Linked DNA regions of Zea mays: region 2 is linked to region 1. The links are chromatin contacts, called in public Hi-C maps. All regions are on one chromosome and are shown on one strand. The core of a region is the stretch at or near the end of the contact, and the rest is flanking DNA. Distances in the headings are between cores, read along the strand shown. Region 1 has its middle 44 kb from the start of LOC103638888. Region 2 holds the start of LOC103638891 (dnaJ homolog subfamily C GRV2).

The links. A called contact is a pair of places that touch in the nucleus more often than the background predicts.
Region 2: a contact with region 1 is called in a Hi-C map of leaf, with 5 times the contacts expected there. The contact joins the promoter of LOC103638891 here to the enhancer-like site in region 1. A contact is called at or near these places in 2 of 25 Hi-C or Micro-C datasets (leaf and tassel).

What each region holds. Positions count from the first base shown.
Region 1 is chr9:116,927,590-116,931,763 of Zm-B73-REFERENCE-NAM-5.0, reverse strand. No RefSeq gene overlaps it. Among protein-coding and RNA genes, the nearest start is that of LOC103638888, 44 kb to the right of the region's middle. Within about 2 kb of position 2,078, at least 15 of the 20 cell types and tissues checked have an H3K27ac peak or open chromatin away from gene starts, as enhancers often do. A contact at or near this core is called in leaf, where this site is marked.
Region 2 is chr9:117,205,683-117,209,856 of Zm-B73-REFERENCE-NAM-5.0, reverse strand. It overlaps LOC103638891 (dnaJ homolog subfamily C GRV2), which reads right to left and starts at 1,830. Exons shown (of 22, transcript XM_008661674.4): 1 at 979-1,830; 2 at 54-284. The coding sequence starts at 1,416.

The DNA of each region.
Region 1 (4,174 bases), core at 829-3,328:
AGAAGAAGTCTGATGAGGCTGAGGATGAGCTATTCTCCCAAGCTGCAGATGAAGCAGAAGCCAATTATTACAAGAGAACTGGTGACAAGTGTGATGCAGGACAATGCAGCAAGTGGAATGAGGTTGTCGTTGAGGATTGCGCGACGGATGACTCCGAAGATGAGTTACTCATAGATTGTGATTCAGACTGAAGAATTGCAGCCTATTATGTAGTATTTACGTATCAAAAATAATTTAGAACTCTAAAGATGCGTTACTTATTGCTTATTATGTTTTTTACAATTCACAAAAAAAATTTGCAAGAGTTCCCCTTGTTTTATTAACAACCACAGTTCAAATAATCACATATTATAAGACATATAAGCATTTCAACATATAATACATCACAAAATAACATCGAATATAAAACATCCACAGAACATAGTTCTTCATACAATGTCCACAAACAATGTCCACAAACATAGTTCTGCGAGCTCGGGGCGGCAGGGACTGCGGGCGGCGGGGACTCCGGGCGGCCAAGCGGGCGGCGACAGGGACTCCGGGCGACCTTGGGGCGGAGCTGGAGCGGGGCGGGCGGCGGCGAGCCGGGCCGGAGCTGGAGCGGGGCGGGCGGGCGGCGGCAGGCGAGCTCGGGGCGGAGCTGGAGCGGGGCAGGCGGCGGCGAGCCGGGCCGGAGCTGGGGCAGGCGGCGGCGATTTGGGGACGGCGGCGGCGATTTGGTAACGGCGGCGGCGTGATTTCGGAAAGAGCAGAGAAGAGAAGAAACGCGCAGAGAGAAAGGCAGTTTGCGGGTATTTCCTAGCTCGGCGCCAAGATCTGTGGCGCCGAGCTAGGTGCCACGCGGACTGCCACGTCACGAAGCTCGGCGCCATAGGCTGTGGCGCCGAGCTGTGTTACCTCGACGCCACAGCCTATGGCACCGAGCTTCGGGTCCAAACGCGCAAATAAAATTTCTGGGGATCCAAACGTAAATTTTTGACTCGAAAGGGGCTAAAAAACAAAAAATTCGGTAGATATTAGCATGTACCATAAGCTAATAGAGTAAAAATTCACTGGGTTTCGGATGTCAGGTACCTATTACCATCTATATGTAACTCCCTGTCTCTCTATCTACTCTATCTAGAACTCTAGACCTACGTCGATTACTTCAGTCAGATAAGGGGACTGATCAGACAGGACCATAAGATCCTAGACATCAAAGAATCACTATCAATGATGAGAGAAAAGGGCCGGAGCAGAGGTGGCGGGGGTGGTCACTGGTAAACAGTTTGGCGGCATTGCGCAGGTTAAAACCAGGTAAGGCCATAAAACCCTTAACATCAAAGAATCACTATCAACGATCCGAGAAAAGGGCCGGAGCAGAGGTGGCGGGTGTGGTTACTGGTAAATAGCTTGCTGGCCTTGCACAGGTTAAAACCAGGGAAGGCTGGTTGCCTGGTTCTTCTGGTCGTCAGTTGGATAGAGATTCGCAACACTACCGGAGTCCTGTAATACAAGTTGGCATCCGTTGTTTTCTTCAGATTAAAAATTGACATATAACTACGAGTACCCTGCCTGCATGGAGATTTTTGCTATTACGGAGAGCCACTACTGCCTTGTGAACGTGTAGCAATGGTCCGCTGCATGCAGCAGGTAAGTCTCGGATGGGCGTCCAAATCTCAGGTCTGACTGATCGATGGCCATATAAACGAGTCAACCGAATTCAAGAACGGTGGATGCATGCTAAGCTAGCTCGATCGGCTTCTCCGTCGAGTCAATTGAGTCTTGGTACAGTGTTTGCTGCATGTCTCTATCAGATTGATCCGCGTTTGCAATGAGAGAGACCCTGATGTCTACAGAACTTACCAAGGTGACACCAAAACTGGTGGAAGCGGAGGATGTGGCAGGCGAAGAAATACGAAAAGAAAGACGACAACGTGGTGGTTGCCCACCAGGCCACCACAGGTGAAGGCAGACGACGACAGTGATGCGTGGCGGTGGTACGCGGACGTCTGTATCAGTTCCCAGTCACCAGGGGCCGGTTATTCCCCCCTTCGGCCCTTCCCACCTCTCAGGAATTGCATCCAATCCAAATGCCTTTTGGCCGGTCCGTGCTATACATTATACTGTTTACTAATTACTATTATATATAGTAGGCAGGTACGGAGTAGCCAATTCCGGTCCGTGCTCTCCCGCCCGCTCCTTGCCAAGAACCTTGTCTTGGGCAGGTGCACGAACACATGGCACTGCAAGCCGGGATGATGCCCGATTACCAGCGCGAGCAGCCGGAACCGGAACAGCAGGTAGCGATCCTCGCTGGGCGCCGCGAGCGCGACGACGGAGCCCGGCGCCTCTTCCTGGACGCCGGCCGCGTGCTCATGCTGCTGGGGTGGAGCGCGCTCGCCTCCGCCGCCGGCCCGAAGAACGACGACAATCGTCCCGGCAATTCCGGCGCCGCGCACGCGTACGCGCTCATCCTCGCCTTGGTCCTGTGGCTTCTCGGCGTGTCCCTCGTTGCGCTCGTGCACGTGGAGCGCCGGTTCCCGCGCGCCGCGGGAGTGGGAGGCGCCGCGGCCTAACGCTGTCGTCGACTACTTCTTCTTTGCACCCCTGTAGATCGAACTAGCTCTGGCTCTGGAAATTCGCGCCTCTCGTGTCTCGTGGCCTGCTGTACGTGAGCGAAGTTTGGCTATCGCTGTTTGCTGCTGCAGGTACATGGACGGAAATGACCAGAACGGCCCGTTGTTAGCTTAATTTGCCGGTGTGAGTGACAATGACTCACTGTCACTGCCGGGAAGCAGCTGATGATGTTCGATCGGCCACCACCTCCTTCTCTTATTCTGGTGTGTTTACTATCGTCTCTTGTCAGCACGTCAACTGTGCAGTGTTTATATGGAAATAAAGAAAGCACACGGCTGGCCAATCGTATGGGGTTTTCTTTTTCCTTGGTTTTTCTTCACATGATGAAAGTACGGTGTTCTTCAGACGTCTCAATTCAGGTCAAAGCTAAAATCAACATATATCTCCAGTGGCGGAGGGTCTAATATGGCTGGGTATGGCCCAAGCCATACCTTGGCTTAGCCCATCAGCAGACCAAAAAAGCCTCTTCTCTTCCGATCCGGCTCTTCGCAGCAGTCGCTCCTCCATCTCCCGCATCTCTCTATTCTCTAGCAAAGGCGAGGGCGAGGCAAGGCTGAGACGGCTGGCCGTAGCTGTGCGCCCGCCTGCTGCACCGGCGCAGGCGCGCATGCGCGCAGCGGCGCACTCTGCCTCTTTCTCCACTCTTTCAGTCTGGCAGTCTCCATTCTCCTGATCTGAAACGAGTTGGGCTTGGGCAGCAGCCAGCAGACTAGCAGAGCTGCAGAGGGAGGAATAATTTGTTTCTACTTTGGATTGTGTTGAGAATCTAATTTGACGTGCCCAGAATCAGTTACAGTTGCTCATTTTTACAGGATTTATTAGCAAACTTCGCAGTATTAATTCGGGAATCTACTTAACGGGTCCAAACCTCACCCCCTTATATAAACGAAGGGGCACGACGGATTGATGGCTTCCACAATCGATCAAATTAAATCTATTTATCAAATTTATTTTATTTGTATTGTTCTTTCTATTCCTTAGGAGTAGGAGTAATCTAGCCTTAGTTTAGCCCTATTTTAGTCTTTCTGTACCTCAAATCTTCGCCTTTATTTGGTTCTATGTTGACTAGAGGTGTCTTGGGTGGCATGCCGACCCAATGCACACCTAGGATCTCTCCTCCCGACGGGATACCTGTAACACCTCTGGTGTTACTGTCACTAAAACTTGAGCATAACATCATAAGCATTAGCATATCATGTGTTTGTCATACCTAGAGTGCATTCACTAGGCAAAAATTTCAAACAAGTTGTATTGATGTGACATGTCATTGGTAAAACCCTAAGGTAGAGTACTTAACCCTAAACTGGGCTTAAAAGAGTAAACCAAGCTTAAATAAGAGAAAACTTCAAAACTCATTAGTAATGATCATAAAATGTCACTATTAATGGACTTAAGTGGCATCCAAACCCTAGAAGTACCAAAAACCCTAAATAGACCCCTGGAAAACCCTAGACAGAAACCCTAGGGGGTTATATGTAAATTTTGCACACTTTTGGACCTAAGTGCAAAAACCATGGAATTAGGGTACCTTAAGTCATGTGGTTCACATATTTGA
Region 2 (4,174 bases), core at 581-3,080, 280 kb before region 1:
ATCTGTATCACTGGAGTGGAACGACCAAAAAGGACGAGGACAAAAGGGTGTACCAGATGCGATATAATTGCAGTGTTTGTAGTTCCTGAAGCAGCCATAAAAGCTTTTGACTTCCGACCATAAAGCGGGCATAGCACAAACCCTCCACCTTCAGTAGTCTTGCTCCCATAGCTATTCCCCAAGAGAATAATTGCTGGAGAATTCATATCTCTGAATTCCAAGCACCAGCGCATATAACCAGAAGCCTCAAGGAGCTCAACACCCACAGGAGTAACCTTAAGTTTCTACAGAATGTTCAGATACCGTAACCAAAGTATTAGACATCATGTGATAATTTTTTCTATACAGCATTATATGAGTTATAATATATTAAAGATGGTCTCCGCAATCATCTAGATATCTAAATAATGACCATAGAAGTGGTGCACTACAACAATCTACCACATCCAGTCACTTATATATGATATTTCGAACAACAAACAAACTAAAGCTAAATGCAAACCAAACTTGCTTTCTGGAACATCATATGGATCTGACTGGAGGGAGTATTTATTAGCACATCATCTATTTTAGCACATTTTGTGGCACAGGTTGAATAGTAGAATTTGTTATCCTATTTTTCGTATAGTTAAAAAATCACAAAAAATTGAGCAAGAATGAATGTGCAAATATGTGAATTGTCTTCAATAGTTCTGCTTGAACTGGTAGCCTAGTGCTATGAGATCTGGTAAGTTATCTTAAGGATGAACAAATTCATTCATGAAGTAGGGTAGTACTATATGAGATTGGCATGGAAGCATCAACTGATCAGAATAGAGTTGTGCAGCAAAATTACTTGCAGAAACTAAGCCTTGGTTTATTTAAAAAATGAAACACAGCCTCGCATTGCTAGTTTTTGTTTACAGCAGCACAACACAATAGACAGTAGCGGGATGTGAAGTTGACAGAAGCGGGAATTCAGTAAGGCGGTGTGCTTACGAAGGGGGCCCACTCGTGGGTGCGTCGGCGGAGATGGAGGACGGGGAAGTCGAAGGAGTCCTGGACCGGGCGGAGGCGGTGGAGTTCGGTGAGGATCCCCGGGCGGAGCGGGGATGAGAAGCGCATAGGCTTGAACTTGCCGCGGGCATCGGTGCGGACTGCGAGCGTGAACTCGTCGGTGGCAGTGAGAGCCTCAGCATGGTCGAACTTGGAGCCGACATCGTAGGAGTTGGTGAGGTTGAGAGTGGTGGGGTCGAGCGTGACGACGCAGGAAGAGGCGATGCAAAGGACCCGGCGATACCTTCCCCTCCACGAGTGCTTGACGACGATGTACCGGGCGAGGTACTCAGGCTCCTCAGCGACCGCCGCGGGGGCGGAGGCGGATGCAGCAGACGATGTGGCAGCCTCCGCTGCGGCGTGGCGGCTGGCAAAGTCCATGGAGGCTAGACTCGGGCCCGCATTAGGGTTCCGCCACCACGGTAGGGAACGGGAAGAGTGGCGCGAGTGAGTCGACCCCAGCGCGGCGGACGATCACGAAGCGAGACAAGGATCCCCTTATTGATGCTGCTGCTGCCCCGCCGGTTGCCAGAGGATGGTGCTCGCCGGCGCAGCGGCCGGAAAATCCTTGCAGAGATTTTGTGTTGCGCGAGTTCTCTTGGTGCTTGATCGATCGATCGGTTCGTTGGCTCCTTTTCAAAGAATGTTCTATTTTCTGCCCGTTTTCAAGCTGTTGCTTGTGCTTACGATCTCACTTCTATTATCCTCTGTCTTCGAAGCTTTAATTTATAGGGGGAGGGATCGTTCAAGACAACATAGGACCGGCCGGCTTCCGTGTTTGGCTTCAGCACGAATGAAGTTTTTCTTCGCGTTACTTTTCCCCCTCTATATAAGATGTTCTGTTTATATTTTATAATCAAACAGATAAGAACGAGTAAGAACACAGTGGTATATTGTATGTTTTCTGGCCTCACTAAAACCACTGTATATATTCGAACACTACGTCAAGAAATTAATTTCTCTATATCTAACGAGGTTCTTCCTATTTTACGTTTTTCTTCAGTGTCCTTCTCAAAGTAAACTTCATATTAATTGTATCGACGACATGAACAATTACATGTAATATGTTTTACATCAACAAAGAGTAAATTCGGTCTTGTTTGGTTATATAAGCTAGATTACGGTGAAACACTACCGGAATCGGTCTCTTTGTCGAATGTTTGAAGCATTCGGCGAAGGCCGGAAAACACTCGGTGAAGGCTTTGCTGGAGAGCTCGGTGAACTGTACATCGATAACGGCTTTTTTGCCGAATACTTTTTATCGGGCACTCGGCAAAGAAAAACCGTCGTCACGTCGACCGTTAACGGCGATGGAGCCTTTGTGACACTCGGCAAAGCACCTCTTTGCCAAGTGTTACATTCGGCAAAGTGTCCAATATACCCCTTTTTTCTATTCCCTCCAAACAAACAAAAGATATATCACATATACATCACAGATATCACATAATCATCACATACATAACAGAGACCACATATTTCACAAATCTAACAAGTTTTTCACAAACATGTCTATGTTCATACCAAGTTTCACCAACATAAGTATTACCAACTCAAACATAAATTCAGGACAAGTTTCACCAACATAAGTTCACACAAGTTCACCAACATAAGTATCACAACTAAGCTAAAGAGGTGGGTGACTGGACTGGTGTGGCGATGGGTTGGGTGATCCATTAGGGTTGTTGGATGCTGCCCAGATTGTCCATGTACAGAGAAGAGATTGCATGTGTTATACCAAAGAAATATATATCATGCAAGACTAGAATTTTGATACTCATAGGAGTATGGAACTCAACAGGGTCAACTGTAGGGAACAACGGAGGTGGTGGAGCAAAACCATGTGCGGTGTCAAGACTCTACATGTACTGCAACATCTCTGTCATCCTTACCTCCATCTCCTGACGTTCCCTCCTCTCTGTTTCTAGCTGGGTCTGTAATATTCTAAGTCAATGTTATAGTAACTCAAAGAGAAGATATATAACTCAAAGAATGACGAGTTACAGAAGCACACTAACCTCGAGTTGTTGTATGCGATGATGTGAGTTGTCATGCCGAGGTCGTATGGCTAGGCTCGAGCTCGTGCTCCTTGCTCGCACATGAGACAGAGTGGGAGTGGACGACGAGTCGATTCCCCGTCGGCAATCCAATACCACCTATGTCTCTTGCCTCCTCCGACCCTCTTGAGGACATCGGGGTGAATGTCCTCGGTCCTCGGATCGTAATCTGGCCCATGGACCTCCTGTGCCATGGTGGTGTACTCATGAAGGCGGCTGTAGATGGCGGGATTGCTATACGCCTCGAGCCCATCATTCGGGTTGTAAGTGACATCGGACATCGCCTTGCCCTTGTGGGCCATAGCATAGGCCGAGATGATGGAGCAAGGCTAGCCACCATGTGACGCCGACTACAAGATGTAACATCCCAAAATTCCAACCCAAGGTTTAGAACCCTAATCTCCTACCCCCCTAATTTTTTATCTCTCCCTAAACTCCATCCCATAGGTCATCTCATCATATGCATACACTTTGATTGTTAGAAGCACCTCACATAGATTATTTTTAGCACCTAAGATTATTTAGCTAATTATTGTTCAAAAGAAAAAGAGATAAAAAGAAATAGAAATAGAAATGAGAAATGAGAAATAGAAAATAGAAAAATAAAAAAAAGGAAAAACTCCCCCCTCGGCTGGGCCGCTTCCGGCCCAAGCCACCCCCCCCCCTCTCGCGTGCCCGCCCCTCCCTCTCTCCCTCCCGCGGCCCAAGCAGCCCAGCATCGCGCGCCCGCGCCCGCGCCTGACACCCCGACCCACTCGTTAGCTGCCCCTCCCCTCCCCATCTCTCGTCGCTCTTCCGCTGGCAGCCCGGGCCCGCCCGTCAGACCCCTCGTCCCGCCCATGACTTCACCGGCGCGTTCGCCGCCGACCACCGCCCGCCCCGTCTCCTCGCTATTAACGCGCTCACCAGCTCGGTTGGCACCATGCGCCCCCGCTCACTGTGCCCGAGCCGTCCCTTCACCCCCCGCTTGCCCGAGTCGTCCCGTCGCTAGTTTGCGCCATCACCACCGTCATGGCGAGCTCGTCGGCGCTCGCCACCCCTCCTCCCTTCCCCCTCCCCGGGCGCCTATAAAAAGGACTGCCCGA